Linked DNA regions of Mus musculus: regions 1 and 3 are each linked to region 2. A link is a contact called in public HiChIP or PLAC-seq data. All regions are on one chromosome and are shown on one strand. The core of a region is the stretch at or near the end of the contact, and the rest is flanking DNA. Distances in the headings are between cores, read along the strand shown. Region 1 has its middle 62 kb from the start of Gm46148. Region 2 has its middle 23 kb from the start of Gm39404. Region 3 has its middle 31 kb from the start of Gm46148.

Region 1 (4,139 bases), core at 871-3,370, 200 kb before region 2:
CTGTCTGTGAAGGTCTGTGATATATCCTCTCTGTGAAGCTCTGTATCCTGAGACTCCTTTCTTCCATCTAAGTCACTCCTTTTTTCTTTCATGTGTAGGTATTTTTCATTATGCCTGTGTAAACAAGTAATATAATAATATGGAGTAACACTTTAAATCGTTTTAGAATGTGATTCTATTTTTGAATGCAATTTCTAACTATTGAGTCTGAGGTTGAAAGCTATTGAGCTCAAACATAGATAGAAATTACCATATAGACATTGCATCCAAGTCTCCAAAACTGGACTTACACACTCCAGTAAAGTTTAATAAAGTCACTGCCCTCGTTCAAAGGCTTGATATGCAGTGAACAATTCGTGCTTATATATATATTAAAAGGGGGGAAGTGTTGATTGGAGTGCTTTATTGGTTTCTGTGACTGTGGAAGGAAGAATTAGCCAAAAAATAAAGAAATGAAGATTCTTAATTTTCTACAAAGAAATTATAAAAGCATTAAGTATGACACCTCTCAAATAGCAAGCCACTTCACTAGCCACAAAGAAGTGAACAAAACTATAGATGACAGAATTTTAAGCAGTTTGAAAACTATTGTTTCTGATATTTCCCACCATAACAGGCTAGGCACATTTTTTTTTCTTACCAGATAATCAAGACGCTAACCCTGGGCACACCATCCTGGCAACTAGCCACCCTGAACAAGGGTGGGAAAGGCAAGTGTTCAACTGCTGGGAAACAGCATTGCCTAGGAAACCCCTCTCTGTTTACCCTTCTTGAGAGAATGTGTGATTGCAAGGCTCATCCCATGTCTGAGCAGGTGACAGACAGAAACCACTTCCAGAGGAGTCCCTGGGCCCCTCCCAAGAGAATGCCCTGGGCAGTCATTAGCTCATTAGGCTGCTTTGATAATTGGATGTCTGTCTAACTGCCCAGAGCCACATGCTACCATGAGCAATGAAGTCTCTGGGAATTCAGCCCTTGGATTTAATCGTCGACAGAGAAAAATGGCCAAAAGGGGGCCTGGGGTGAGAAGAGGGCAAAACTATGCAGAAGAAATGGGATGGGGCTACTGTCAGGAAAGAAAGAAAGAAAGAAAGAAAGAAAGAAAGAAAGAAAGAAAGAAAGAAAGAAAGAAAGAAATTGAAATTTAATACACAGCCCTTAATTAAATTTGGATTATTTAAAACTGATCCTCTTTCCTGTCACAAATTGCCTTATGAAAGATTAATAAAACACAATGCTAGAGAAGAGAGCCTGGCAAGACAAGCCAGTGAATACGCAGAGCCTTCTCGCTCCCGTAGACAGGCTTTGAGCCGGGGTGACCGTCCTGAAAGCCTGAGAAATGTACACACTTGGTCCCAGCAGCGTTGCTATTAGATTTATAGAAACGAGGGAGATGAAAGACAGGCAGGAGCATGAATGTGAGTCTGCACTTGGATCCCATGGACGAAGTCTACTATAAGCTCCTTGCCAACCACTTTAAAACAAAGATTAAAGAGAAAAGATTAAGATTCCATCCTTTGTTGTCAGAGCGGTAATGGGTGCTGAGGGAAGGATGCAGGCTAGGTGGTTAGAAGCTATTTGGGGAACTTTGTGGATGAGGGAGATCTGACATAAACTATGCAAAGGAGAGAACATAGATCTTTAATAGGTGAATGTGGAGAGAACGGAGGCCAGGAAACAGGACAATAGCTAGCAGTGAGTGCTGTACAGCTAAGTTTTAGGCCTGAGAAGCTGCCAGCTGGCTTGGAGCAGTGGTGGCCAAAGTGTGGTCTCTTGAACGAGAGGCATCTGTGGCACCAAGTTTGAAAGGCACATTCTCAAACCCTCCCTAAACCCATGGTTCCTGGTCTGCAGGGGTAAACCCTGTAATCTAGGTTAATTTATTATCCAGTAAATTCCCTGGATCGATGTGAGGCTTGTTTGAACTTCAGAAACTAGCTTGCGGGGAGTGTTGAGCAGTGAAAAGAGCCCTTCTGAGAAATCAAGCAACTCTCTGCCGGCTTCCACACCAGAGAAACTGACCTCTGTGATTCCCCAAAGCCACTCCATCAGTGTAGCAAAAGCTATAGTCTCACAAAAGTATGGGCTGTAACATCTGTACTGCGGAGCACAGGCAGTGCAGAGAACATTGACACCCACCACACCTTCAACAAGCTATAAAGTTCCCACCACCATGACTCATTTTCTAAGGAAACATCCTTAAAACGAACATGTGACAATGACTCAAAACCTCAGCAAAGGTGTCTCTGAAATCCAGTGTGGGGTCTGCTCTCCAAGGCCACAGGCTGAGAAATCAGCTTTTTCAGGAGGCATGTTTATCCATTTATCACATTTGAATCTTACACTGTGAACATCTGCAGACAAAGCTATTATTTACATGGAGAGTATCCATACCAATCACCTTAATGCTTAGTTGTGTGAACCCACGCAGGACACAAAAGAGAGGACCAAGCAAAGTCAGGAGCTGATGAGGAAGTGAGACACCATGCAATGTGCAGGCTTAGAAGTGGAGAAGGAGATGGTATCGAAGGCAAGCTGGAACAAGCTCAGGGAACATGGACTTGTGGCTACATGGATCTCTGCCTCTGTATGTGGAGAAGCAAAATTCTCTTCACAGGATGAAGTTATCAATCGAAGAGCAAAGTACAAAATTGGAAAAGCATCATGGAAGGTACTAGAAGTTCCATCTACTGTTCCATGTACCAGCAGGTTATGGCTTAAATTCTTACAAATGAAAATCATTGAGAATCTAGTACGACTACAATGTAACTTAAACTGCCTGCATCCCAGAAGTAACTGTCTGATACAAACTAACACTTCTTGGAAACACTCTTAAACGGAAAAGTGGGGCGTGGGAGACGGGCCAATCCATCAAAGGTTTGCCTGGCAATCTTGAGGACCTGAGATCAACCCCAGAACACACATTAAAAGAAAAGAATCCAGGTGTGTTCACACAGGCTTTGTAATCCGAGCACTGGGGACAAGGAGAAGAGAGAGAGATTGATGTTGAGTTGAGTCCTGAACCAGGTGAGAGATTCTGTCTCAACAAACAAGCTAGATAGTACCCTGCTAACAACACCCCAGGAGGACCACTGGATGCCACAGGTACACACACATAAACACTGCCACACAAACATGCATACACAAGTGTAACAACTTCCAGCTAATACACTCTGTACATCAGCTTTCATTTTCATTACATATAATTTCTGCTTAACGCTTTACACTGTAGATTCTTAGAAAAGTCTTCTGTGTATACTAATTTAATAACTTAGTGGGCAGAAAGTGCTAAAGGAAGAGCTAGCTAGCCAAAGTGTTAAATCCACTGGAGGGGGAAAAAAATCTAAGCTAATTCTTTTTGTAAAACTTTATAGTATGCACTCATTTTCTTTGTATGTTCATTATCTAATTAGCATGATATGTAATAAAAGCTTGCTAATGTCCTCTAGGTAGGTGTGCTACAAATTTAAAACCCTGACACTTTCAACTTTAGAATATTTAAAATGATATGTTGATGAAAAGGTCCAAATAAAATTAAGCTGTCTCATCCTCTCCTTTATTTTCCTTAAAGAAATGCTGTATTTATTCTTAAAGAATTCCATACAATGTATTTTAATCATAGTCATTCCCCTACCACCCAACTTCTTCAAGACTCACCACCACCTCCCTACCACCCAATTTCAGGCCTTTATACTATATAAATATATGTAGGTGCTACAACTTAAGGTATATTCACTTTCTGTATGCACACACATGCTCGAACACTCGCGCACGCGCACACACACACAGTGCTGTGGGAAATATTATGTCTTCTCTCACCAATGTTGGAATCACAGGATGGAGTACAAGGACCTAGGTGCCATTATAAGTCCTGTAACATGCTCCATGTACGACCTGACATGAGTTTTCCTCCTACTGGGATTTAGCTCATTGGCTGCGAAGATCTAGAGAACCACACTGCTTTATAGGGTAAGAGCTAGATGACGCTTCTGTGCCCAGTGTAAACAGAGGTTGCACAGTACTCGACAGCAAAAAGAGCTGTTATTAATAGCTTTGGGATCACAGAGTGTGTTATCTTGAATCAGAGGTCCCAGTCATACACCCATATGAAAAAAGTTATTAACTCATTCATAGTCAAC
Region 2 (4,749 bases), core at 486-2,985:
TTTGCCCTGGGAGAAACTGTCCAAAGAAAATCCCACATGTCTTCCAACCACCACCCAGGACTTGCACCACCACCCAGAACACAGTAAGTTCTGTACTTGATCATCTGGGAAGGTCAGAACTATTTTCCCTTAACTCCATGCTTCAAAAGGCTATTTTGATGTGCTTTCTCTATACAATACCAGTTCATATGCTCTTTACAAAGGGACTCAAGTAAGTTAATAAGTAAGAGCTTTCATAGTTTAAAATTGTGGTATCCAGGACACAGGAAACCAGGACCCAGTATTCCGTTGCTTCCCCCCTCCTTGTCTGCAGAGAAGCTCCTAGGTGTTAGCTCTCATTTCATTGCCAATAATATTAACTACAGAGCCATTATCCTTATATCTGAAATACCGCTAAAGTTTTAGGAACAACAGAAACCTAGAAACATTATGTAATTGTCTCAAAGGTATTCTGAGAATGAAAAGTATGGCTAAGAAGCAGGCCCCTTTGATTGTTCAATCAGGGCTTTTGAACCATGCCACACTTACCCTGCTTGCCTCTTGGCTCACTTCTAGAGGCCATTCAAGGTAGTCATTACTTCTCCTACCCAGTTACAGTCCAGAAAATGGCCTGAGGGGTATGCTGTACATGAGCCAACATTTAACTAGAAAAATCTCCAGTTTCCAATCTAACACACTTCCTGGGTTAGCTCATAAATGTAGTTCCGAGCAGAGAGGCCATAAAATGTCTAGGTGTGAAAGAGCTGGGCAAGCTACTGGCCTTTGTCTCTCTGCCCACTGGGTCAGCCCCGCCCTCTTCCATGCTGTGTGAAAATTTCCTGTTTCTCCTGTCCTTTCATGGATAGTCTCTTAGAAATATGAGAATTCTCATATTTCTGTGGAGAATCTCAGTGTGATACAAACGTTTCAAAGAGAAGATAGTTATTTGAAGCACATTTTATTGATGGAATTTTTTCCACATCAGGAACATAAAAGGCTTATTGTGAGAGCCCAGGTATTAGACAGGATTGCTTCTACTTTAGGATTCCCAGAAAGCAAAGTTTGTGAGAAATCACACACCCTCGAAGCAATTTATTTATAATCATGTGTCAATTAGCAATACGTAGATGTCCTAAAACTGGTGATAGCTATATACTGCAACAATTTCTTTTCTAATCATGAGTCACGAACTGACTAATGAAGTTTTAAAAAACAGCCAACAGGCTTCTTCGTGGGCCAGCCTGTTCTCAGACAGGCTTATTTGCTCATTTCTCCTCCCACGTCACACATAGGCACACACGCGCGCGCACACACACACACATATACACAAAGACTTTCAACAACTTAGTCACTAAAACCTGGAGGAGGCTGAAGATCAAAGTTTCTTTATTTTTACAAATTACAACTTTTCTTAGATGAGTAAACCTAGCCTGAAGCTTCTTACCCTTTTAGAAATCTCATTTTCTTTTTTAAGCCATAGTCTCCTTGACTCACTAGAGGAAGGTGGTGAGGACAGGGCTTTGGTTAATGTCTGGAACCCACCAGAGAAGAACACACAGATATGGTCTATATGATCCAATCGAGAGTCTTTTTTTCCAGCCAGCTGGGATGACACTCAGATATTTAAGACCCATGTGTAGCACCACGTGTTTAGGCTAAGAGATTTCTTTAAAAGGTGAAAACCACATCCTGCTATCTCATTCTGTAGCTGCAGGGGGGCGGGGGCGGGGGTTGCACAAGCAAGCAGTTTAATAGAAGCTAAGATAAACAGTTAATTGGAGGGGGAACAGGCAGTTTAATGGTAGCTAAGATAAGTTGGCTCGGGCATCCTGACTTTCTGATCTGAAATAGAGTTGGGTAATTTTTCACAGGAGTCTCCATCAAGGAACTATCAAATTCTAGTTAAACCTAAAATGGCCACATGGCCTCAGCAAGAATATAAGATGTAGGAGCCTCTGCACTCTCTTGCCCTGTCACACTGGCACAAAGAATAAACTAACAAGCCGAAGGGAGGTACAAGTGTATCAGCAGCTGTTCAATGACTTTCACTCAGTTGTGACTCTGGAATGTAAGCAACTGTCTTCCAGGCCAGCCCGACAGGTTTTGGCCTGTTCCTTTGGTTGTTGACAATGGTTTGGGGTGGAGTAGCAGAGTATATTCTCAGAGCTGTGTGAAAAATACTGGGAATGTAAATCTTACCTCTCCACACGTCATCAGATCTACCAGTCTATGGTTGACAATTGTAAATTGTAGATTTGACTTGTGTTGTAGAAATTTTTAATAACAATCCGGGCTTTCTACCCCACTTTTGACCATTTAGTTCCTGGATAAAAGACACATTATAACCTTTATATTTACAATAAGCCTTAAACAACACAAGAGCTGGGCAGATATCTACTGTTAGCATTTTGTCTAAACTCTGCCCCACAGTTACCTGGCAATAGCCAGGTGTGCCTGACTCACTATAAAAGGGGCTGCTTGCCCCCTCTGCTCTCTCTTGCTCTTGTCCTCTTGTTCTTGCTCTGTCCCCTTGCCCTTTGCCCCTCTCTCCCTATACCCCTCCCCTCTCTCTCCATGTGCTCATGGCCAACCTCTACTTTTCTCTTCTCTTCTCTTCTCTCCCCCCTCTCTCGTCCTTTATCTGGGTCCCTCAAGGGGAAGGGATGCCTCAGCATGGGCTCACAAAGGCATCCCCTTCACCCATAACTGATTGTACCTCCACCAAAGCATATTTCTTCTCTTCTTGTCTTTTTATCTATGCTATTAGAATCTACTTTCCTATTGATAACCCTGAATTATTACTCACTATGTTTCATTAGGCTGCTCTTAACTCCAATTGGTCAGCCCCCAGAGCTACGTTTTTTATGACTCGCCTAACCCGTGGCAAATTCTCTCTCCTCCTCCTTTCTTCTCTCTTGAGGTTCTCCTCCAACCTTCAGACCAGGAATCCTAAAACCCACCTATTTATCTTCTGCCCAACTATTGGCTGATGAGATCTTTATTTACCAATCAGAAATAACCTGGGAGCAAGGTTGCATAGCATCACTTGAGTCTACATGCAGATTCTCTCCTCTCTGGGGCGACTAGGTCTATTCTCTCCTCTCTGGGGCGACTAGGTCTCAGAGGGCCCACACTTAGAATTGCAAATGTCCAAACCTCAACAGACTTGCTTATTAGCATGTGCCTGGCACACATAGAAAGTTATTACTGTTGTCACTAATGGAAAAAACAACACAGGGCTTCTTTTCTACCATGATAATTAGAAAAATCAGATTATTGAAACAAAATTGGAGCAATTATAATAACTAAGAGAGAGTACTTTCCACGGCAGCATGAATGTAGCGTGGTTTTCTTGAGATCCCTGGGAACTTTCAATTTCAGAATATTTATGCTATGGCTTCCACAGACATTATGTACTGACAATATAGCATACTGATACTGGCTTTCATATCCTTATGGTGCTCAAATGATGCTATTTTGATTGGCACCATTGGTGGGAACAAATGTAGAAGCCAAGAATAACCCAATCCATAAATTTTTCATTCGCGAAACTCTGCATTTTGGTATCTTTTACAAACACACTTTGAGATGTAACAAACTTTCTTCCCTCTTTGTCAGTTACTGGCCTTCATCTGGCTTTTTGTACATAGAACATGTGTCACCAAGAGGTACTTTTGTCATTAGTCCTGAGTAGGCTTTGATGTCATGGCTGCCCCTTCCTCTTCCCAGTCCTTATAGAGGGGAAGTGGAAGCTGTAAGTCACCATACTTTATAATCTTAGCAGATGGCACAGCAATGATGACATCACCACCATCATCATTATCAACAACAACAAAGTCCTATACTAAAGGTATTACTTAATAGTCTCTCTAGACTAAGCAAGCTGTAACAACAACTCACACCATGTAATATGTGGTATCACACTGTCCCTCCTGGTCTATCTAGCATTCAGAGACAAACAACGTACAAGTGTAATACTGTGGTTTTTATTTGGCTATATCTCTAGAAATTTACATCTTTAAAATCAAAAGGATCTAGCAGAAGTTATGAATGTTAAGTAGTATTGAGATTTATGGTAATCGCCTTGTGCTATTATAACAAACACCACAGTCCAAGCGGCTTAAATGAGGCAAGTTAATTTTCTTGCAGCTCTGGAGGAACGGAAGTATATGATTAAGGTGCCAAATGGTGCGATTCCTGGTGAAAGCATTCTTCCTCCTGACTTACCTTCTTGCTCTGTCATCTTAAAATGTTTTTATTGGCATATAGATTAATTATACAAAATAATAAGTTTTGCTCTGCAGTTTTAACAGATGTGTATAATGTACTTTAAATTGTCCCCTCCTTTCAGAACCCTCCCTTGATCTCTGCTCCCGTTGCTCCCCCTCTTCTTGCTATGCCCTCTTATAAGGACACTAATCCTATAAGATTAGGGCCTCACACTCACAAGCTCATTCACTGTAACTACACTTCAAAAACATTATTTCCAGAAGCAGCCAGTCATGTTTCGGTTTGGGATTTTGATATATAAATTTGGAGATGAGTTATACCTATAACAGCTCTCTTTCTTAAATTATAGATTATATTTCTATCAAAGATTTTTAAGTAGGAAGAAAGACCAGACAAAAGCCTAGACAAAGGGAGGAATTCTTTTCAAGATGTGAAACACAAGCCTTAGTATCATAATGTTTTAATCCAGGAAAAATGAGTTGCCCTTATTTGTGCACTCTCTTTTGTGTGTGTGTGTGTGCTATGAACAACTATTAAATA
Region 3 (4,815 bases), core at 543-3,042, 170 kb before region 2:
GAGAAGAATGCAGTCCAAAGATGGAAACACAGGAAGGAGCTGCTCTGAAGCAATAGTGAAAGTCCAGAGTGGTTCTAGAAAATTCTGACAGATCGGGAGTGGTGAAGACTAGGGCTAGAAAGACATTTGCTGCTTTGATTTGGGAATTCTGAATTTATCCTGAAAGCAACTGATAAACATTAAAAGTCTTTAAACAAGACAGTGAACTACACTTTAGAGATGGCCCCTGGGAGTGTGGAATAAGTCCTTGAGATGTTAGTAATGACAAGGAACAAGATCAGTCAAAGCATCGCTGTAGAAGTCCACATGAGACCCTTCAGAGGCTGGCACACTGTGGTAGGGATGAGTAAGAGGGAAATCATTTGAAAACTGCTTAAGAAAAAAAAACAATAATGTCTGGCAAGATGGTAGATAAACAGGATTGCTGTGGAAGTCTAAAACTATGAGGTAAACCTTTGGAACCCACAGAAGGGTTAGAAGGAAAGAGCCAACTTCCCAAAATTGACGTCCTCATAAATGCCAAGGTGGGCCTGTATGTGCAAATACACATATCACACACACACACACACACACACACACACACACACACACACACACACACACACATAAATACACACACATGCAACAATAATAGTAATAATAATTAATAGTAATGATAAATAATAATTAAGTTCATGCAAACAAAAAGTCAATAAGATTTGACCAGTCACTTAGTTTGCTGAGCTGCTAGGTAGGGGAAAGTGCTATTGGTTTAAACTTTCTTAAAAGAAACAGTGTGAAGGCACAATTCTATACCACTCTGCTATATATAAATGTCCCCACTGAAATGCCACACAGAGAATGATGAGCTGAAGCTTCCCAATGAGATGAACCTGCCACTGTCTCTACTCCAAGATAGTGCCAGCCTAACCAGTTAATGGCTCTACAAGATGGGGCCCCTATGATAGAAGATTCTGCAATTATTTTCAGCCATATGACAAAATATCTGATAAAAGACAAGTTTAGGGTGAAAGGGATTATTTGGGGCTCTGTGAGGTACAGGCCTCACAAAGGGAAGGGGTGGCACCAGGAGTATGAGGCATCTAGTCACAGTGAATACTTAGCCAGGAAGCAGACATACAGACAAACACACACACACACACACACACACACACACACACACACACACACACACACACACACACGCACGCACATGCAAATACATGTGCTCAGCCGTCTTAAGCCTTTTTATTCAGGTCTGGGACCCCAGCCCATCAGATGGTGCCACGCATAATCAGGATGCGTCTTCTCCCTTTAGTTCAGCCTCTTTGGAAACAGAAGGCCACCCAAAGTTGTGGCTCTTAAACATAGTCCACCTGACAGCAAAGATTGACAGTCGGAGATGTTGTCTCTGGAATTTCTTAGAACACGCCTTGTAGTTGAGATTTTCTGCATCCCCTGCCCTTGCCTGCCCACTCCTCTTACAGAAGTCAGACAGAAACAGTCTCATGGCCACCCAAGCCTCTCCTGTTTTTCTCTTACTGTTATTTTATGTAATTGTGTGTGTGTGTGTGTGTGTGTGTGTGACTCAGTTCTGGGTTGGTATTTCCTTTCTGCTGCATTCAAAATAAGAAATTGAGAGAAAGGGTAAAGATAATAATCTTTTTTTTTTTTTAACTTTTAGCCTGTTTGCGTCTAACACACTGAAATTTGACATCTGCTGAGCAAACATTTTTTTGAGCATGTATACATACAGTGATCCACATAACAACTGACATAGAATAACCACAAGGAGGTGGTTGGCTCCAGTGGTTTCTTAACGAAGGGTTTGAGGTTTTCCTTGACATACTCATACCTGGCTTTGGTTCTGTGCCCTTTTGTGTTGAACGTAAACATTAGTTATCATCTACAAAAGCAATCTTGTACAATGTCCTGGCAAAACTAGAGAACGCTGGAGTCTGCTGTCTGTCTCAAAGCTTTTAACTACATCTATGTACAAGTGAGAGAAGGAATTGACATAGAAACGAATTGTGATCTGCCCTTCACAAGTCCTGTGTTATTTTCCATGTTTGTTTTCATAATTAAATTTCTAATGTCTTTACATTTTCCGCACTAAGCATTTCAGTAGTAAAGAGAATCAGTATTGCATTGCAGTCCAGAAAGAGTTAAATTCCTTGAAAAAGCTAAGAAAATATTATATTTTAATCTCAGGGACTTGTCTAGACTCTTTTAGTGTGTTGCCATGGGAATGAAAATAAAAATAAGAATTGCTATATTCTTTTTAAACCTAGAAAGATCCATATGCAGTGTTTATCTCTGAGATTATCTAAATCTTCCTTTGGCTGTCTAATTATGAAGCGTTTTCATACATCTTTCTCTGAGATCTCACCCCTACAAACTGAGTTACCGGCCATGAGAAAGTGCTCCTTTTAATACAGAAATCAATATCCCATCATGTCCCTTAACACTGAAAGAGTGTTTAAATGGAGCAGAACTCTAGGAAGACAAAACTGAAGGGCAGTGGTGTCTGTGTCTGAGGTATGTTCTCATCCCCCCTACCCACTTTCATTTATAGTTGAGATTTTTTTCTTTTCTATATAAATCTACTCTTTCACCTGGCTCACTTCTTGCCTGTGGCATCAAAGCCAAATGGTACAGTGTGTCGTTTAAAGAGAGAGAGCAAAGAGTGGTCTAACACACCTTGGGAGGTTTAATGTATCTGGCTGCACTCGATCTGCAACAAGCTAGACCATTGCCATTAGTATCAACTGGCTTCTTAACCAGAAGCCAGACAAGACTAATATGTGGGTCCCTCCTAACTTGCCAATACCCACAAATCCAGTTGAAAAGACCCACCAGGAACAGGAATGAATGTTAGCATTCAATAACTGTGGAGCCACAAAATCAGTGAAGTACAAGCTATAATATTATTAAAACATAGAATCGTTCTCCATTCTTTAAAAAGACTAGTTTCATTTTTTTTAAGGTTCTTCAATTTAGAGTGTGGAACTGAGAGCCAAAGCCTTCAGCATCCCCCTCTCATAGCAGACCTGAAGACAAACCTGAGACCGTGGATAGCCACCCATCAATGCTGAAAGGGTGTGACTTTGTAATATTTGAGAGGGAAATAGTTGAGTGGAAAACGCTGAGCCTGTTCTGGGCTGATCAGAGTAGTTGTTTATACATTGCTATGAATTTGACTACTATTTCCAAACTCAAATTCCTATGGTTTTAATACAGGTGAATGACTCAATATCAAAATCAATAGGACTTGAAAGGTAACCAATCTGACAACACAGGATGGACACATCAGTCTAGCAAGGATTGCCTTGAATCACTCACATGTAATAAAACCATGCAAGACTGATAATTTCAGAACTACAAATGTGCTGCATAGTTTGCATCGTCAGTTTGATGGATTTCAGAATCACTAAGACAGGTTTCTGCATTGGGTTAATGGAGGGAATACCAGCCATAGATATGAGCAGCACAGTTCAATGGGTTGGGGTTCTAGCCTGAGTGATAGAGGAACAGCAATCTGCGGCCCTGGATCATCAGTGCCTGCTCCTTGACTCCAGTGTGACCATGTCCTTCCTGCTGTTACTGCCTCACCTCCCCTGCTATGACAGACTGGACCCCCACACTGCCAGGCAAAATAAAGCCTTGCATCCTTATTTACAATATGTTGGTGAGATGTTTTACCACTGCTACAACAAAAGGAATTAAAGCCCCCAACTGTAACCTCAGCCCCATTCTCCTCTAGCTGTTCCAGAGTGAGCCAGCTAACTCAACAGTCTGCCTTTTGCTACACAAAGGGTTTAATAATGTCTTTGCTCTTGATGGCAGGAATTGGCTTGGCACTGTGACTTAAATTTGAATGCCGAAAAGCTTTATCATAGTTATAGTGACTGTCATAATTTGGGCTTTTTCAGATGCTGGTGATGGAAGCCAGGACTGCATGGCTCCTGTCCTATCTTTTATTTTTCCTCAATGCTGGGAATTAAACCCAGGCCCTTGCCCATGTTAACGTGCCCTTAGTACCACACTCCACTTATAACAGAGGAAGCTATATTTTAAAAGTATTGTCATTCTTTCCCAATGTAAATTCTTCATAGCTAGAATTTTATAAGATGGTGATATGATATTTAAGAGGAAATAAAATGTATTCTTTAACCAATTAAAAAAAAGCCAATCTTTTTATATTCTTATTCTCTAGTAACATTTCAATGAATAAAATCTTCCTTTATCCTTAAATGTACATATCTGAGCAAAATGATAAAAGTATAACCTTGTAGTACCATTAAATAAGGAAAAGTCTACCGATAAAAATAAAACATTCATTTTAAAAATGTAAATGTAAAAAAAGGATGTATGATCTCATATAGAAATGAAAACGTTTTAAATATGAAAAGGGATTAAAGCAGTAATATAAACCACTATGAAAACGTAATAATAAAAGTTACAGTGACACACAACTGTATTTCCGTCACTCAGGTGGCTAATGTAGAGGAACCGTGGGAGCCTAGAAGCTTCAGGTCTGCTTGGGCAGCAGAGCATGACCCTGTCTCAGTCAATCCATCAATAAGGCAAACTGGGAAATCTCTATCATAGGTTAAAAAAGACTATCCTCAACATAGTTAAAGAATGCAAAGGCAGATTTTCCTAAGCAGTTGCTACTAGAGGACGAGGACACAGCAATAAGACAGAGCTCAGCCTTTAACCTAAGTGGAACAGAGGCTAAGAGCACAGGCAGCCAGGTAGCAGAGCAGGGTCAACATGTCACTAGCTGGAAAATTCCTGTGGGGCAAGCAGAGGGGTAAGAGGGAATCTGGATAA

What was found. HiChIP or PLAC-seq counts read pairs in DNA pulled down with a chosen protein or histone mark.
Region 1: a BATF HiChIP or PLAC-seq map of CD8 T cells shows a contact between it and region 2, with 6 read pairs. The contact joins two enhancer-like sites. A contact is called at or near these places in 1 of 15 datasets of contacts at CTCF or cohesin (CD8 T cells), 2 of 484 Hi-C or Micro-C datasets (the MC3T3-E1 cell line and nephron progenitors) and 1 of 115 datasets of contacts at active chromatin or transcription factors (CD8 T cells).
Region 3: a contact with region 2 is called in a BATF HiChIP or PLAC-seq map of CD8 T cells, with 5 read pairs. The contact joins two enhancer-like sites. A contact is called at or near these places in 5 of 484 Hi-C or Micro-C datasets (the Ba/F3 cell line, the HL-1 cell line, Th2 cells and 2 more) and 1 of 115 datasets of contacts at active chromatin or transcription factors (CD8 T cells).

What each region holds. Positions count from the first base shown.
Region 1 is chr9:94,409,416-94,413,554 of GRCm38.p6, forward strand. No RefSeq gene overlaps it. Among named protein-coding and RNA genes, the nearest start is that of Gm46148, 62 kb to the right of the region's middle. Within about 2 kb of position 2,121, at least 33 of the 459 cell types and tissues checked have an H3K27ac peak or open chromatin away from gene starts, as enhancers often do. A contact at or near this core is called in CD8 T cells, where this site is marked.
Region 2 is chr9:94,605,931-94,610,679 of GRCm38.p6, forward strand. No RefSeq gene overlaps it. Among named protein-coding and RNA genes, the nearest start is that of Gm39404, 23 kb to the left of the region's middle. Within about 2 kb of position 1,736, at least 56 of the 459 cell types and tissues checked have an H3K27ac peak or open chromatin away from gene starts, as enhancers often do. A contact at or near this core is called in CD8 T cells, where this site is marked.
Region 3 is chr9:94,439,824-94,444,638 of GRCm38.p6, forward strand. No RefSeq gene overlaps it. Among named protein-coding and RNA genes, the nearest start is that of Gm46148, 31 kb to the right of the region's middle. Within about 2 kb of position 1,793, at least 15 of the 459 cell types and tissues checked have an H3K27ac peak or open chromatin away from gene starts, as enhancers often do. A contact at or near this core is called in CD8 T cells, where this site is marked.